Linked DNA regions of Mus musculus: regions 1, 2, 3 and 4 are each linked to region 5. A link is a contact called in public ChIA-PET, HiChIP or PLAC-seq and promoter capture Hi-C data. All regions are on one chromosome and are shown on one strand. Each heading gives the region's core, a stretch centred on a gene start, on an enhancer-like site or on the middle of the called end of the contact. The rest is flanking DNA. Distances are from core to core; before and after follow the strand shown. Region 1 holds the start of Jdp2 (Jun dimerization protein 2). Region 2 holds the start of Batf (basic leucine zipper transcription factor, ATF-like). Region 3 has its middle 26 kb from the start of Batf. Region 4 has its middle 7.2 kb from the start of Gm38543. Region 5 overlaps Npc2 (NPC intracellular cholesterol transporter 2).

What was found. Promoter capture Hi-C pulls out the DNA fragments that hold promoters and counts their contacts. ChIA-PET counts read pairs in DNA pulled down with a chosen protein or histone mark. HiChIP or PLAC-seq counts read pairs in DNA pulled down with a chosen protein or histone mark.
Region 1: an H3K4me3 HiChIP or PLAC-seq map of bone marrow-derived macrophages shows a contact between it and region 5, with 4 times the contacts expected there. The contact joins the promoter of Jdp2 here to the enhancer-like site in region 5. A contact is called at or near these places in 2 of 39 promoter capture datasets (liver and pre-B cells) and 3 of 115 datasets of contacts at active chromatin or transcription factors (bone marrow-derived dendritic cells, bone marrow-derived macrophages and microglia).
Region 2: a promoter capture Hi-C map of liver shows a contact between it and region 5, with 4 times the contacts expected there. The contact joins the promoter of Batf here to the enhancer-like site in region 5. A contact is called at or near these places in 4 of 39 promoter capture datasets (the HPC-7 cell line, hippocampal neurons and liver) and 2 of 115 datasets of contacts at active chromatin or transcription factors (bone marrow-derived dendritic cells and memory CD8 T cells).
Region 3: an RNA polymerase II ChIA-PET map of memory CD8 T cells shows a contact between it and region 5, with 6 read pairs. The contact joins two enhancer-like sites. A contact is called at or near these places in 4 of 115 datasets of contacts at active chromatin or transcription factors (T-cell acute lymphoblastic leukemia, bone marrow-derived dendritic cells, embryonic hindbrain and 1 more).
Region 4: a contact with region 5 is called in an RNA polymerase II ChIA-PET map of memory CD8 T cells, with 11 read pairs. The contact joins two enhancer-like sites. A contact is called at or near these places in 5 of 115 datasets of contacts at active chromatin or transcription factors (CD8 T cells, bone marrow-derived dendritic cells, embryonic stem cells and 2 more).

What each region holds. Positions count from the first base shown.
Region 1 is chr12:85,597,773-85,601,532 of GRCm38.p6, reverse strand. Jdp2 (Jun dimerization protein 2) reads right to left here and starts at 2,117. Exons shown (of 4, transcript NM_030887.2): 1 at 1,919-2,117.
Region 2 is chr12:85,684,867-85,688,541 of GRCm38.p6, reverse strand. It overlaps Batf (basic leucine zipper transcription factor, ATF-like), which reads right to left and starts at 1,822. Exons shown (of 3, transcript NM_016767.2): 1 at 1,569-1,822. The coding sequence starts at 1,631.
Region 3 is chr12:85,659,167-85,662,493 of GRCm38.p6, reverse strand. It overlaps the pseudogene Gm33312. Among named protein-coding and RNA genes, the nearest start is that of Batf, 26 kb to the left of the region's middle. Within about 2 kb of position 1,408, at least 40 of the 459 cell types and tissues checked have an H3K27ac peak or open chromatin away from gene starts, as enhancers often do. A contact at or near this core is called in T-cell acute lymphoblastic leukemia and memory CD8 T cells, where this site is marked.
Region 4 is chr12:85,443,209-85,446,454 of GRCm38.p6, reverse strand. No RefSeq gene overlaps it. Among named protein-coding and RNA genes, the nearest start is that of Gm38543, 7.2 kb to the left of the region's middle. Within about 2 kb of position 1,649, at least 75 of the 459 cell types and tissues checked have an H3K27ac peak or open chromatin away from gene starts, as enhancers often do. A contact at or near this core is called in CD8 T cells and memory CD8 T cells, where this site is marked.
Region 5 is chr12:84,761,015-84,764,239 of GRCm38.p6, reverse strand. All of the region lies in intron 2 of Npc2 (NPC intracellular cholesterol transporter 2), which reads left to right. Among named protein-coding and RNA genes, the nearest start is that of Npc2, 10 kb to the left of the region's middle. Within about 2 kb of position 1,604, at least 120 of the 459 cell types and tissues checked have an H3K27ac peak or open chromatin away from gene starts, as enhancers often do. A contact at or near this core is called in CD8 T cells, T-cell acute lymphoblastic leukemia, bone marrow-derived dendritic cells and 4 more, where this site is marked.

The DNA.
Region 1 (3,760 bases), core at 868-3,367, 840 kb before region 5:
GGTATTCGCACACAAACCCCTGCACGGTTACTCCTTTTCTCTTCTTCCCACTTTGGGTCTCAAACATAACTCATTCCCGTGGAAAGAAAGTCTGCGTTCTGCTGAAGAAAAGAATAAGAGTTATCCCCAGCCCTGGAGGGTTAGAGGGACCAGGGAGAGTTAGTGCTGAATGGATACAAGGCAGGCCAGCCTAGCGTCTGTGCTCTAGGGTTTGTGCTGGCTTCTTCCTTTCCAGTGTGTGTGTGTGTGGGGGGTGGGGGGGATAATTAGGAAGAGGGAGCGAGGGAGATGGGATGAGGAAGCAGGGCTATGAATTGTAATACCAGTTGTACCTCCATAACAAACCGAGGCCCAGGAGGCCCAGTTCTGCAAGCTGAAAGAGTGGGAAAGGATATCTTGTCAACAGGTGGGAAAGATAAACAGACCAGGAAGACAGGGGAGTTCCCTGGTAGTGCAAAAGGCGTCAGTGGATGAGTAAGGGACACATGTACCGAAGCTTTTCCTAAGTGACACCGTCACCATGATAGACCTGTCTCCTTGGAGATTACTGTAACCAATTTATTGACAAAAGGTTCAGAGGCCATCTCCCCCCAGTCCTTCCTGCAACCTTTCAAACCACCCAGCACCCAGCTCTTCAGGAAGATTCTAGAGCTCCTCTGAACTGAAGCCAACGTGGAAGGGAAACAGAGGAGTCTTTGAGAAATCCATCCTCCCTACTACTTTAGGCAAAGTGAAACCTCTGGCGCCTTAGAGGCAGGAGAATAGTTGTTTCTATCCCCGGACCTCAGGTTTCTGTAAAGAACCCTGCTCACACCTGATCCCCGGTTAAACTCTTCCCTAGAAACCTGCACGGGAAGATAAGCCCGCCATCCAAGCTGAAGCCAGCCAGATTTGCTGAAAAGCAGGGAAAGCAAGAGGGGGTGATTTTTAAACCCTGGAGGGTGGGGGAGACTTGGGGGTGAGGTCGAGGGACGAGGAAGACAGTTGCTAACAGCCTTTGGGACAGGCAGGTACCCAGCTGTGGTACAGAGCCTGTTTCCCATGCTGCCTGAATTAAGATCCTGGGTAGAGTGGCCCAAGATTTAACAATACACAGACCTGTGCCACAGTCCCCTGGAAGGTGCCACTCCAACACATAAGGGCTGGACAATCTTCTAGGGGGAGCTGACTCAAATAGTCGATTGATTCCCCTCTTGCACCCGCCTCTCCACCTCTATCCCCAAATGGCCCATCCATTTCTGCAAATGAGTCAAGGCATCCCAGGCCTGCCAGCTCCTCCAGATACCCAGGCAAAGCCTGTTTCTGCCGCTCCAAGGGTCCAGGAAGCCTAGCCTTCTTGGATAAGAGGGGAGGAAGAGTGCCTTCTAAACTGGGCAGGTTACCTAAAGAAGCCTGCTTACCTTCTTATATAACCTGATGTGCCTGACGGGATCCCAAGGGAACTGGGGACTGCCCCGTGGTTCCCTCCTAACCCAGCCAGAGCCCGCCGCAGCAATGCTCTTAAGCGAAGGAAGCCCTGTTGGTTAGATGCCTTTCTCAATACCCTCCCCTCCAGGTCTTGCAAAGAGAGCTACGGAAGAGGCTGAGGCGCGACCTGTCAGCAGGTCTGGGGCGTGCATGCCCCCTTGAGTCCCCCGCAGTCCCCGGCACAGTTTTCTCCCGCTCACCCCGCCCTCTCCTCCGTCTGTGCACAGCCTCCCAGCAAGAGCACTGGGGAAGGAAAGCAAGGAGGGAGCGCCCCGCTGTCCCGGCCACAGACAGGACTGTCCTGCCCAGCCGGGGAACCACCGGTGGGCAGCGGCTGCAGCCATCCGATAGAGTATTCCGGCCCTGGGGTGGCGGGAGCCCCAGCGGTAGCTACTCCGGGGGAGGCCACCCCAGGTGCCCGCAGCCCCGCCTCCCCCCTCCGTGAACCCACCGTGCAGAAGCCGCTGGCGGAGGCGGCGGCCCCGGGCCCAGAACCCTGCTGCAGGCGCGGTGCCCACTCCGCGCTGCTGCCGCCCGCTGCCCAGGCCCGTCCCGGCCCGGGAGCCGCCGCGGCGCCAGCCCCGCCGCCGCCGCTGCAGCGTCCGCTGCCGCCAGCGCCCCCCGTCGCGGCCGCCGAGTGTCCCTCCCGCAGGCTGTGGCGGGCGGCGGGACGGGTTGCATCAGCCCCGGCTATATAGCGGGCCCTGAGTGGCGGGGAGGGGTCGGGAATGCGGAACCGGCCGAGCTGCCAGCTCCACACGTCAGAGGGGGACGGAGAGGAAGAGAAGGAGGGGACGGGGAGGAGGGGGTGTGGATCGCCCGCTTCACACCCACTGACCTTCACCTCCCCCGCCGCCGGCGCCCTCCTCCCGCCGATGCTCGCGCTCCTCCGCCTGCGGGGCCGGCCCGGGCCCCGCCGCGCTGGTCCCGGCAGCATTGCGGTCCGGCGGCGCGCCCCGCCCGCGGCTCCCGAGAGCGCGAGGCAGCAGGACACGGCGAGCGGTTATGTAAGCGCATCCCCTGCTCGGCCTTGCGGCCGCCACCCCCAAAATGCTACACAGCCCGGGAGGCAGCGACGCGAAGGCGGCGGCCGGATGAGCAGAGAACCCCTTCCAGCTCAGCCCACGCCGAACCATCCTCCTCCGTCCGGTGCGCTCTCCCCCAAATCCAGAGCGAGGGTTCCGCGCAGTGGTGTCTTCGGACGCTGCAGGATCTCGCAAGCTTGTTTTGTTTTTCCGCGGAGGAGCATGGGCGGGGGTTTAAGGCGTTTGGAAGCCTTAATCCCTACCCACTGTCCACCAAAGCGTCCTGACGTCCTGAAGCCATGCGGTGAATGAACGAGCTCCTGAAGTGGAACTGCACCCTGAGGCCACCGTTGTTGTCAGTGGCTGGCCCAGTTTGAGCCAGGGCTCTTTGCCCAACTCCAGCAGGCTTTTGCCTCCCTTTGACAGGACGCAGCAGTGAGCCTACCTGACTTCTGCCAAACCTCCAAAGGCCTTCTTCCTCAAGGACTCCAGGGCCAGCTTCCGTGCTCTCTTCCCACCCTGCTACAGAAGTAGATAGTAAAGAACACTCTAGATAAAATATGACAGTCCCTCAAAGGCGGATTGTCTCAGGCAGAAATGCGTGTGGCATCTGAGAACTATTTGCACACACACATAGACACACACAGGTCTCCATACCCTTGGGGGGGGGGGCAGACCCCCGCCCTCTTTCCTCTTAAATCAGAAAGGAGTGGCAATGTTGACACTCAGTGACCTTCGGCCTCCTTCTCAGAGAGACAGCAGGTCATCACCCATAGAAGAAAGGAAGTGAAAGAAAAAGTTCAAGTCTTCATAGAGTACAAATGCTGAGATCGAAAGACCAACAGGGAGGGAAGGAAGTCCACGCGCCAAGCCGGACAAGCAGGTCTCCACGTGCGTGCCTGCCTGCAGGGAGGAATCGGTCTCCATTTTACCCGTAAGTCTTCCTGCAGGGGGGAACAGGTGAATGGAAAGAAACAGACCAAGCCCTAATGACATCACTGTCCATCTTCCCCGCCACCATCAGCCCACTTCCCTCACAACACTGATGAAAGGAAAAAAAAGAAAGACTCCAAAGGAACACACGCCACAAACTCCGTGGTAATGTGAATCACTCCTGTAGGACATGATTCTCCATCCCAGAAAAGCCAGCAGCACCTTTACAACACACAGAGATCAAAGCTGGAGACTGGGGAACTGGCTCACATGATGCTTCTCCCCTAAGATGAGGATCTGATGTTTATGGGAAAGAAAACAGGGAACAGGTGGAG
Region 2 (3,675 bases), core at 573-3,072, 920 kb before region 5:
GCCCAGATCTGTTTTATTCGGTCCATCATTGTGCAGACATCTTGAGACCTTCCTAGTCCTGAACATGATGCCTGCTACAGATGAGGTAACCCCACCACCACCACCACCAAATCATTTTATGAAGTGCAGGTCGCCTGCTTTAGTGAGCCACTGACGGGTGCTTTGGAGGACACAGTGCTCTTTGAGTGCTTTCTAAGTATCTCCTATAGAAGATCAGGGAAGAGAAGCCCTTCTGCAACCCCCACCCTGTCACCTACCTCCACTGGCCTGAGGGGCAAAGACCCTTGGGTCAGGTTCTGATTCCCTTCCCTCTTTACTCAAACTTTCCAGGTCATTCTAGCAAACGGACATTGGGTTAGAGAGGGCAAGGATATATTCTTCCTTTAATGTGCTAAGGGACTAGGTTGCCATGGAAGCTGTGAGTAATTTCCTTCTTAAGAAGAGACTGGGGTACCATCTTCCAGGCAGTCTGAGTTGCTCTGATACCATCGTGAGCGAGGGACTATCTCCCTCTTGAGGTCTTCACCAGTATGGCTTTTGGTGAGGGCTTGTGACAGATGTGGGAGCCGGTGGTCAGGTAGTTTACGTTTATTTTGTTTGTAGCGTTTTGCAGCCCCCTGGATGTGTGTGAGCCAAACACTCTACCTCTGAGCCCCTCCCAATATGTGTGCTAAGGAAAGAATATAGTTTTTAAGATGAGATGTAAAAAAGTTTAATCCGTGGGTCTATGTTGGATGAGGAGGAGAAATGTCTAGAACAAGGGGCATCAGGAACGTGGTAGAGAGACCCAGAAACCACAAGGTGAGAAAGGCATCCCATCGGAGGCATCTTTCAGTCTGAGACATTTCGGCTTGGTATCAGTCAAGAGTCTAAGAGTCTCAGAATCTTTCCCTCCATCCCTGGTTTTTCAGGGATGATATTAGCTACTAGTGAAAGTCTCTGACACGCCTCCTGGACCATGGCCTTCTTTCTTCTATCTGGAAGCCACATGGGGGGTGGGGGGGAAAGATACAGGTTGTAGCTTTAGCCTCCCTTCCCACGGACTGCTGGAGTTACCGAGGCAATCCGCAGGCAGATCTTGCCACTCTTCTCCTCCTGTCTACCTTGCTTTGATTTGCTATATTTCTCTTCCCTGACCTCGGTTCTGTCTTGCCACTTGCTTGGTTTTTTCCTGGAAAGCTACAACTCTAGGATTTGGGTGGAGCCCGAAGCAGCGATCTACTGGAACATTCCTCTGCTTATGGTTGACCATACTTCTAAGCTCTGTGATATTCACCCTGCCCCCAGCTTCCTAGAAAGTTTCACGGTGGGAACCTAAGTGGCAGAGACGAGGGGTACCTCTTGGAAAGAGAGGCTTTTGTGGCGGGATGCGAAGCTTCAGCCCTTGGACCTCTGTATAGCAAACACCACACGGTCCAGAGTCTGCTAGAGAGTTCCTGCCACGAGCTACTTCCTTCCCCAGACAGAGCTCCCTGGGCAGGACAAGGGAGCCTACCCCTCTTCTACCACCCCAGGAAAATCAGAAGGCAAGGCATGCGGGGCGTGGGGGAGGGGGACGAAGGGGGTACCTGTTTGCCAGGGGGAGGAGAGCGGCTGAAGCTGGAGTCACTGCTGTCGGAGCTGTGAGGCATGGTTCTAATCTTCCGGGCTCTCCCACACCGTCCCAGATGCCTCTGGGCGATCTTCTCACTAGCTGGCTCCCCTTCTTGACTGCTAGGGGGCCACCAGCACACCACCTTCCACAGGTACCTCCCCTGCTTGCCCAACAGCAACCTCTGACAGACCCCTGCGTCCTCCTCTCTCTCGGGTGCAGAGGGACTGCTCCCCACAGGGACATCTCGCTGCTTTGGGGCTTGCGCACAGGCCCTCTCTTGTGGTTTCTGGTAATTCAAGCTGGAAGTCACATGGGCGGAAACGTCAACAAGTTAGAAAGAAGGTAGAGAGAAAATACACATCTGGGAAAAGACCACAGAATTAGGTGAAAGAAAAAAAAATACACAAACCCCCAGTATCTTCCGGCAGGCAGTTTGAAAGGCAGAGCGAGCGCTCTTCAATTGATGAAGATAAAGAAGAAAAACAGCCACACAGGGAAAATCCCCGGCCAGAATTAGCAAGTTCTCTGCTGTCAACATGGCAGAGAGCAGCAGGAAAGAGCCTCCAGGTCACAGGCCTTGATTTTTAAATCTAAATACAGTCAGCGACAAGCCTGAGGACCCTTTCTGGGTTTCACCCGAAAGCAACTGCCCATCCTGTTTTATGACCGGCCTTCCTCCTTCACCTATAGGACAGTTCGGTGGGCTGGGGACAAAAAGAAAGGAGGGCACTGCCTTTTACAGATGACCAAGCAAGACGTTGGGGCTAGCTGAGAGTCTCGGGGAGTCTCTGGAATCGATGCTAAAGAAGTTTATTATCTATCCCCTGTCCTCTTAGCAAGACACTTTCATTCTCCCTAGAGAAAGGATACCTACCTTCTGTGGAGGGGCTCCTTCAGGAGTTCAAGGTTGACCTTGAGTCTTCAGAAGTCAGTGACGTCATAACCCAACAAGGAGAGAACGTCAAAATGAGGGACAGAGGCTCTGGACTTGGAGTCAGATCGATATGATGAGAATCCAGTGACTCCCTATCCCTACTCCCCCCCCCCCCAGCCTCCCACCACACACACACACCTAAAACCTGCCCCACCTACTACCTTTCAGGGCTACTGCAATGAGGGATGACAATTTGAATAGGAATGTCCCCCACTCTGTAAAGCATGCTGTGGAGTGGCGGTGTTTGGCATGTGTCCCATGACACGAACACGCTTGTCGCTTTAGTGAACAGTCCCATTCTCATCCCAGTGTTTTGGCTATTTTTTTTTAAAGTTTGGGGACTGGAAAGATGCTCAGCAGTTAGGAACACTGGCTGCTCGTCCAGAGGACTTGGGATCTAGTCCTAACATCCAGACAGTGGCCCAATCATCTGTTACTCCAGTTCCAGGGGTCCTCTTCCTGACTCCTCGGGTACCAGGAAATGGACACGGGGCACATACATATGTGCAGGCAAGACACGCACACATATTAAAATAAAAGCTCTTACTCTATTCCCAGTGTGGCTCAAATGCTCACCTCGATTAATCTGAGGGCTGACAATATGTTATGGCTCCTAAAGCATTTTTGTATCCACTGATTACAATTCTGCCTGACGACAATATTGTTCTAAGGACAAACCTATCAAAATAATAATAATAACAATAATAACAATAACAATAATAATAATAATAATAATAAAAGTCAATCCTTGTAGAATTTGTATTTAGTGGTGAGAGCAGACAGGTAAAACAACTGAGCTGACATAATACATCAGGGAGTGTCAAGTGTCACAGATAAAAATAGAGCAGGGTAGGAGAATTCGAAGAGTGGCCACTTTTGTAAGCTGGCCAGGAAGGGCTTGGTGAAGGGGTCACACGTGAGCAGGAACCTGAGGGGGAGCAGAGAGGCTAAGTGAAGAAAGGTCCAGGCACACACCTGAGGTGGAACACCAGAGAGCCCAGTGTCTCCGGATCAGAGGTCCTGAGAGTGGCAGGGGACTGGTAGGGGATAAGTTCGGTACGTGGATCAGCCGGGACGTCTCTCAAGGCTCTTGGAGTCAATTGGGAGGAGTTTTGCCTCATTCTAAAGTAACCAGAGAACCAACCAC
Region 3 (3,327 bases), core at 159-2,658, 900 kb before region 5:
ACCTGGCTTGTAGCCAGCAAAAATGGCCTTGCACCACAGCCTTCCAGACACACTTGCTTTTAGAAGTCCTGTTCCCAGCAGGCCTCCATAGGCGCCAAAATGGCGGAAAGAGACAGAAAGTTTTGTAATAAGAAATAAGTGAATCAGCTGGGCGTTGGTGACGCACGCCTTTGATCCCAGCACTTTGAAGGCAGAGGCAGGCAGATTTCTGAGTTCAAGGCCAGCCTGGTCTACAAAGTGAGTTCCAGAACAGCCAGGGCTATACAGAGAAACCCTGTCTCAAAAAAACAAAAAAACAAATAAACAAACAAAAAATCAAAGTAGGTGAAGAGAGTATACCCATAGCTCAATCATTGGGGAATTGGAAGCCAGCCTAGACTACTAAACAAGGTGCAGTCTGAAAACAATGTGGAAAAAAAAGGAAGGAAGAAAGGAAGAATGGAAGGGGGCTGGTGAGATGGTTCAGCGGGTAAGAGCAGACTGCTCTTCTGAAGGCCCTGAGTTCAAATCCCAGCAACCACATGGTAGCTCACAACCACCCGTAATGAGATATGACTCCCTCTTCTGGCATGGCTGAAGACAGCTACAGTGTACTTATGTATAATATTAAATAAATCTTTGGGCCAGAGCGAGCAGGGCTGACCAGAGTGAGCAAAGGTCCTAAAATTCAATTCCCAACAAGGTTCACAACCATCTGTATATCTACAGTGTACTCTTTACAAAATAAAAGAAAGAAATGAGCCGGGTGTGGTGGCGCATGCCTTTAATCCCAGCACTAGGGAGGCAGAGGCAGGTGGATTTCTGAGTTTGAGGCCAGCCTGGTCTACAAAGTGAGTTCCAGGACAGCTAGGGCTACACAGAGAAACCCTGTCTCGAAAAACAAAACAAAACAAAACAATTAAACTATTATAATTCTATCATCTAGGGAGACATAAATTTAGATACACACATAACTCGAATTTTTATTTTATAAAACTGACATCAGTCACAATATGCAAATTAGTGATCTGCTTATAAAAACACAACACATGCATCCCCATGTATGTATATGTTTTGTGCCTCTGATGGGTGTGCATAAAACAGTCACCCCAGCGTGTTTTACTTGCTCGCCTTGGACCCCTCAAGGCCAGTGCTTACTGTATCCAGGAGCGCAGAAACGGGAGCAAGGAGGTGTGCGCAGTCAGGAACAGTGTTCTCTCGGGCTGTTGGTGCCTCTGGTGGGTCTGTTTCCTGGGGTCTGTACAGAAGGGAGCTGGGAAGCTTTCTATCTGAAAATACTCCACGGTGTGTGCAGGTGTTTGGAGTTCCGTTGAGTTTCATCAAAATGAGTCACTGAAGGTGTGAACGGGCGGCCAGGTTGAAGGAGTTACCACTTCCTGGTCCCATCCGGAGACACCCTGCACCTCAAACAGAAGCAAGCGCCTTTCACATGGGCTACCAGGCAGAGGCAAACTGAGCCTTTCGCTCTCCAAACCACTTCTTTGCTTACCTCCCCCCCCAACCCCCCAAGCAAAGGCTAAGTTCCTCTAGTCAGCGGCTCGCTGTTGGGTGAGCTTCAAGCCAAAAACCCACTGAAAGTTCAGCCACGCCTGAAGGGAACCTTGAATGACAAGCGAGCCGGTACCAGGTGAAGAGGCCCCACCACCTGCATCCAGGAGCCAGGCTGCCTTATTCACACGGAGAGGGGGGGGGTGTGTGCCATGGCCCCAACAGAATTTATTGTCACATGATTCAGAAGGAGGCCTGTCTGGATTTCAGGCCCTTACATCCTGACTTTCTGTTCTCTGGTAGCAGGGCACCAGACCTTAGCATGACTGACTCCATGATGGAAATGCCATTCAGGCTGTAAAACTCATTGTGAACACACCATCACCTGCCAAAACTAAAACAAAGGCCTAACCCATCAAAGTCCACGGCTCTGGGAAAGTCTCAGAATGTAACTAACCTTACTTTTTAGTTTCTGTAGTTCCACTTCTGGCGAACTGCTCTTGTTAGCTGAAGTATGTCAACCCAAAACATGGGGTTTGTGCTTTAAAAGCCCATCCCAAGAAAGGCTCAGGGCTACACTGGGATCCCGAAAACCCAGTGTTGTCACTGGCTGGCTAATAAAGACTTTCTTTCTTTCTTTTTTCTTTTTCTTTTTTTTTCCCCAGAAACAATGGTGACTTAATCGCTAGGCACAACAACTAGAATCCTAATCTTGTAAGCCATATTCAATCTAAATCTTCTGGTGGCAAATCCGGGTGGATTTACCATATAAATTGGGGGATACTAGTAGCTACATCTTGCCTCTCGATATCCCTGTCCAAAAAGCCTAATAAAGACTTTCTATTGACTTAAATTTGTGTTGGAGCAGTCCTCTCTGGTGACTACCTGACAATGACATGAACTGGTCTAAATGGAGTCAAAGTAAAGATACAGAGAAGTTAATTAGGAAATATCAACTATGCAGTTCAGTGGGAGCAAGAGGAAGGAAGCCAAGAAAGATGATAGCCTTTAGGGCCACAGATGGGAAGATCACCAGGAACTACCACAGTCCCATGACACATAATATATTGTTTTGTTTTGTGGCATGGTCCTATGAAACCCAAGCTGTCTTGGAACTCACAATGTAGCTGAGGATATCCTTAAATTCCTTCAGTGAACAGAGCTAGGAAAAGGCAGAGGCAGGCGGATTTCTGAGTTCGAGGCCAGCCTGGTCTACAAAGTGAGTTCCAGGACAGCCAGGGCTATACAGAGAAACCCTGCCTCGAAAAAACAAAACAAAACAAAACAAAAAAACAACCCTGTGTTTTACAAAAGTGCTGGAACCACAGGCATGCTCCACCATGTCCAATTTATGCAATGCTGGCAAACCAAACCCACAGCTTCATGCAAGATGCCCTCTACCACGTGAACTATTGCCCCAGTCTGTGATGCAATGACATCAGCAGCTTTGCCTTGAATAAAGAGTTAAGGAACAAAGAACATTGAAGGAAGTGCTTTGTAAGCTAGAACACATGTCACTATCTTCTCTTTGGGGGCTTATCATTGTCTCCATGGCAACTGGGCAAGCTTCCCGGTCTGCCTCTCCACCCTATCCATGCCCAAAGGATAACTGCATGGCTTGTCATCTCTGCCCTCTTAGATGGCTTGCAATCACATAAAGATGGAGATCCCCAACCTACAACCTAGCCAAGTTAGGGTGATGGGGTGCAGGTGGGGGAGACAAGGCAGAGGGGAAGAGGCAGCCAAGGGACCCCAGACAGCAGCAGAGGAGTGATCCTCAAAGTCAGGCTCCCCCAGGTGGCTGGCAGCAGGCAGGAGCCCAAGCTGTCACAACTGTTG
Region 4 (3,246 bases), core at 400-2,899, 680 kb before region 5:
GCATCTTGTACTGTGGGCTTTACTGACTGTATAGACTGCCTTCTAACTAAGCAACAAGCCTTAGGAGTCAAGGCTACTCTGCATTCCTCTTTGTGTCCCTCTAGCCTCAGCCTAGAATCAGGCACACAGTAGGTGCTAATTAAAAGTCTGATTAGGGCAGGAGAGAAGGCTCAGCAGTCAAGAGCACTTGCTTTAGGGTTAGGGCTAGGATTAGGGCAAGAGTTAGGGTTAGGATTAGGGTAAGGGTTAGGCATAGGTGTAAGGTTAGGGTTAGAGTTAAAGTCAGGGTTAGGGTTTGCTGTTCTTGCGGAGGACTCAAGTTCAATTCCCAGAACTTATATAGAGCAGCTCACACCTTGCTGTAATTCCAGCTCCAGTGGATCTTATGCCCTCCTTCAGCCTCTAAGATCACTCCATGATTGTAGTGCTCATACGCATATATGAATATATATGCATATATGAATAGTCAGATGCATATACATGCACATGACAGATGCACATAAGAATTTATATAAACAACTTCAAGAGATATATGCCAAACATGTACTCTACACAGGCTGTTTTCGGCAAGCAGGACTCATTCTTAGCCCAGGTACCCTGTCTTGGAACCCTTTTGGAAATGCCTTCTCGATAAATAGGTGATCCATGAGAATTTAATGAATGGAAGAATGAGCCACCACCTCGGTCATTTGAGAGTTTGGTGCTCTAGTCTCTTTCATTGCTGTGACAGCGCACTCTGACAGCAAGCATCTTGTTGAAGAAAAGGTTTCTTTCATTGAACACTTCCAGGCCATCACTGAGGCAACTCCAGTCGGGAACCTGGAGGCAAGATCCAAAGAGAAATGTGGCTTGCCTGTTGAATCATACCTGACAGCTTCATTTTACAGCCCAGGAACACATACATGGACAGGAAGTGGCATTGTTCACAGTGAGCTGGATCCTCTGGAAATCAATCAACAATCAAGAGAGGTCTCCTTTCCCCCCCCCCCCCCTCCACCGCCCAGACAGCCCCAGATTTAGCCAATCTGATTTAGCCAATTCTTCGATGATTGAGGTTCTCCTGTCTGATGACTCTAGCTGGGTCAAGCTGACAGTTAAAGCTAAGTAGGACAGTTGGGCAAATTATAACAGCACCTCCAAGATGCCTCTGTTCCCTCATGCATACAGCAGAAGTGCTTCTTAGAGAGGTTGTGCTAGAACTCACAACAGTCCCTGAAATGGGATAGGTACCGCAACTACCACTGTCCCCATCAGTACATTGTAAACCTTCGTGGGAAATGATCCCAGCATCTCAGAAACGGAGAGGAGATGGCCACAAGTCTGATGGGCGTAGTGAGGTGGAAAATTGCTGCCTGAGCGGATGAAAACATCGACGGCCCCCCTCCCCCGCCCCGCCTCCACCCTTCCTCCTACTGCTATTTGCTGGGGTTTAGGTTTTGTTTTGTACTTGCTTGTGGCCAACTTGGAACCCCCATGGTGTCTCCCTTTGGAACCCTAAGAACAGTTGCTGCAGGGGCCCCGCTTTTCCTTTCTTTATTAAGAAAAGGAAACAGGAAATTGAATGTAAAAACCCTCCAACTGTTAGAGTCACACAGAAGTTGTGAATGTAACCACACCCCCGCCAGGAAATGAAAGTACAGTTGTCACCGTGATGTTCCTTGCCTTTCGTCGCCCACTTGGTGTTTTTCAGATTTGAGTTAGATAGTGGAGATGAAAGGGCTGAACTTTGGGCAGGAGGGCTATCACTGGGCCATTGCGGACTGGAGCACTGATTTGATATGCTATAAAAAGAGAAGTATCAACACAGTTCTTTCAGATGTCACCTACTGGAGGGAAGAGGGGACATGGCAGATTCTGACCTGTTAATATGTGTGTTTGTTTTGGCCCATGTAGCATGTTTTTAAATCCCTCGGCGTTTAAAAACAGAGGCTGTAAGCACGTTCATGCAAAGACTTGGAGTCCGGATTCACGCATGGGCCTTGTGGGGGGAAAAGCAGCTGCCCAGCAGCGATGTGGGGGCGGGGCGGGGCTAATGCAGGGATCTATTCCTTTGTGCTATCTGCCTGAAGTCAAGGGGTGTTTGCAATTTCAGGCTTTTATCACGTGTGAGGGAAAGGCAGACACAAAGCTGCTATTCCCCAGGACAGAGATGGAAGCCTTTGACACCCCAAGTCTGTATACTCCATCCTTGGTTTTGGCTTATCCAATGTGGTTCCTCTGATTCTAAGTGATTGGTCTGCTACCCTAAAGACAACTATGTATTTTCCTAGCCTGAGCATAATGAAAACTATGGCATTTTCTTTGTTGTTGTTGTTTAAATTTGATCTATCTATCTATCTATCTATCTATCTATCTATCTATCTATCTATTGTGTGTGTGTATGTGTGTGTATGCATGTGAAGGTCAGAGGACAACAATAATTGGTTCTTTCCTTACACTATGTAAGTCCTAGGAATAAACTCTGGATGTCAGGCTTGGTGACAGTGAGCCATGTTGCTGGCCCTTGTTCGGTTCCTTACATTTTTCTAGATTCTTTTATTTTATGTGTATGAGCGTTTAGCCTGCATGTACATACACACCCACACACATGTACACACATACACCCCACATGTGTGCTTCATGCCTACAGTTGTCAGAAAAAGACTTTGAATCTCCTGGAGGTAGAGCTACAGATCAGTGTGAATCTCCATGTGATGTGGGTGATGGATATTGAAACTGGGTCTTCTGCAAGAAGGACAAACGCTCTTAACCACCAAGCCATCTCTCCAGGGACTCATTTGGTTATGTTGATATAACAGTCATGCTATGTAGCCCAGGTTGACCTTGAATTCTTCACCCTCTTGGGTGCTGGGATTATGGGTATTTGTCACCATGTTTGGCTGTATTAGACCTCTTGCTTTGTCATCTAACACTCATTCCTGCTTCTTCTGCAACTGGACTCCAGTTATCTTTCAGGCAATCACCCACTTTTGTCTTAGTCTCTGCAGTACATCAAGGTGACTATATGGCCTGCCTCCCCAGTAGATATACAACAAAGGTATGACCAATCAGATCCTTGCTCAATTTTCCAACCATAGTGATTGGTTCAGATATGGGCACATGACCGTGGTGAGTCCTACTGATACCTTGCGTGGAGAGAAGAGGTTCTTACCCTAGCCTAGAATAGAGGAGGCAGTGATGTTCTTACACTAGCCTAGAACCTGGAGCATGGAGCCTTAGAGTTGCCATGGGTCACCTAACAGGAGG
Region 5 (3,225 bases), core at 355-2,854:
TCCAGCCAGGCTGTGGGGGAAGCCCAAGAGCAGCTTCATATAATAGGTAATTCTAGGCTAGATGAAACTACATAGAGAGACCTTATCTCAGTGGTTTCTCGACCTTCCTCATGCTCCGACCCTTTAATGCAGATCCTCACGTTGTGGTGACCTCTAGCCACAAAATTGCTTTTGTTTCTACTTCTTAACTGTAATCTGGCTATTGTTATGAGTCATGGTGTAAATATCTGATATGTGGGGTGTCTGACATGTGACCCTACGAAAGGGTCATTTGACCCCCCTCAAAGGGGTCAAGACCCACAGGTTGAGAACTGCTGCCTTATCTCAAGAGAGAGGGTCTGTGTGAAGTGGCTCTGTGGGTAAAGGCACTTGTCCCCAAGCTTGATGACTTACGTTCAATCCCGAGAACCCAGACAGTCAAAGGAAAAAACTGAATCCATCAAGTGGTTCTCCGATCTCCACTTGTGCATTGTGTCACACTCGAGACACGCCCCCCATACACACACCCACGGGGGTGTGGGGCCGGTGTTGCACCACAGAGAGATGGCTCAGCAGTTGAGAGAGAGCTTGCTGCCCTTGAAGAGGACCTCAATTGGATTTCCGATGCCCACTCACAACCACCTGCAACTCCAGCTCAAGGGGATCGAGTCCCTTCTCCCCCCCCCTTGCACAGGCACCAAAACATATGTGTGCATACACACAGACACATAAAGATAAATGAAGATATCTAGACACGTGCAAAATGCTTCTCTCTGGAGAGAGCAGCTGCTTGGAAACTTTTCCTTTGCTTACTCTCCCGTGAACTGTGTAGGACTCGAAGTTCTCAGCACTGTTGGCTTCCAAGCTCGAAGAATGCCCACTCCGCTTTCTTTCCTCATATGCCCTATCCCCTGTTTGTTTAAGAAAAAAATCTAGAGGCTGGGGAGAGACTCAGTATGTAAGAACACTTGCTGCATAAATGTGAAGACCTGAGTTCAGATCCCAGTACCTACATAAAAAGCCGGGTGTGGCCACACAGGCACTTGCGCGCCTGTGCATTCAGGGCAGTGGGTGGCAGAGGCTGGCCGGCTGGAAAGATGAATGGAACCAGCCCAGCTCCAGGGGTAGTGAGGGCCTCAGTCAGGGTTTCTCTCGCTGCAAGTGAATCACCACGACCAAAAAAGCAAGTTGGTTTGGTACCAGTGGCAGGGTTAGGTTTAGGTATGGAGAAAACCTAAAAACGGTGGTAGCTGTGCTGTGTGTGATGCCAGTGGGGATGGCTGTAATGGATTCGGAAGCCATTTTGGAGGCAGTAGACACAGCAGCAATTTTGATAGTTACCGTAATTCATCTTCAGATGCTGGGCCTGTGATGGGAGGTAGCTCTGGAGGCAGAAGCTCTGGAGCCTGTGGTGGTAAAAAGGTGCCTAGCTAAACCACAAGACCAAGCTGCCAGTGCAGGAGCTCTCTGTGGCAGAAGGTTCTAGTTATAGCCAGGAAGTAAAGCTTAGCAGGAGAGGAGAGCCCAGGAAGTGACGGGGAAGCCTCAGGTTATAAGTTAAGACCTCAGCAAAACACAGTAGTGGTGGTGAGAAGAAGACATGTTTTAGAGACTCCTCGTGTATCTGAGCTGTTTCTGTGACTAATTGCGAAACAAGTTGTTTTAGTTTCTGTTCTGTGGAAAGTGTAACACATTCCAGTGACGGGGGTTGGGGGGGTGGGGGAGTGTTTTGTTCTGTTTCATAATTGTTATTATAACTTTGGATTTTGGGTTTGTTTGTTTGGTTGGTTTTTTTAGTTTTGATTTTTAGATTTATTCTATAGTTTTTACCAGCATGTGTGCATATTTAGTACATGCATGTCTGGTGCTCACAAGGGTCAGGGGAGGCTGTTGGATCCCCTAGAATTAGTGTTATGGATGGTTGTAAGCCACCATGTAGATGCTGAGAACTGAACCCTGGTCCTCTGGAAGAACAACAAGCCTTCTTCCCTGCCTGGGTTACTCTCCGTTGCTCCCTCCCCAAGTGAAGGGTTTTAATGTACAGTTTTCTTGGTCTGTGTTGTTGATCAGAGTAATAGTCTAATCATGATGCTGAATAAACATGTCTTTAATAAACTAAAATTAAGAGTCCCTGAGAGGGGCTGGAGAGATGGCTCAGCGGTTAAGAGCACTGACTGCTGCTCTTCATAGAGGTCCTGAGTTCAATTCCCAGCAACCACATGGTGGCTCACAACCATCTGTAATGGGATCTGATGCCCTCTTCTGGTGTGTCTGAAGACAACTACAGTGTACTCACATATATAAGATAAATAAATCTTAAGAAGAAAAAAAAAGAGTCCCTGATGATGACCTGGCAGGTGACGATGCCTGCTCTGTCGCCAAGGCTGACACCCTGAAGTTGAACCGCAGAATCCACACTTTGAACAGGAAGTCTGACTCCTGAATCTTGTCCTCCCGCCTCTGTAGATATGCTGTGACCTCTCCCCCACTGACTACGTGTACTAATGTAATTTAGGCATTGTTATTATTTAAAAATGAAACAAGTGAGACCCAGCTAATACCCTAGATCTCTAAAATGCCCTTACAATGTGTAATGTTACTGGAGGAGACGGGTCTGGGCCCCGGCAGCCTTGTCCTCCGTGTGTCTAAAAAGACAGTGAAAGCTTGAGAGAGGAAACTGAGTGTGGTCACACTGGGAAGAGGAACAAATCCAGAGGCTTAGTGAGCTCTTCCGGGTCACTGACAAGGCTTAGGTCTAAATAGAAGGCAAGAGGTCAAGGTATTAATGTATCCTTAGCTCAGCTCCTGGCCTGTCTCCAAGTTGTCAGAACCCTGTGACCTTCCTACATGGCAAGTTCCTTCTTCTGCTGGTACCAGGGCTCAGCTTTTCCCTTCTTCCAGTGGGGAATTCCAATTTCTTGGGGTACATTGTTTTCATAGCCTGATAGTCAGAGGGAGGCACGCGGTGGTAATAATACTTTCATCCCTTCTGCTTATCTTGCAGTGTAGGGGCTAGAGAAATGAACTTCTTTTTAATCTTCCATGGCATCTGAAGGATTACCTGCCACTGCTGTGCTAGACTGTGGTATTTAAAACTCAATGACAGAAGTCAGTGGTCCTGGGAGAGAGATAAGGTTATCTGTCCCAGTAGCCTGATTCCCTTGATGGAGAGCAAGGAAAGATACCAGCTTCCTTCATCACGTGACAGGGCTAGGTATTGAATGTGACTCATAGGGATGGAGACCC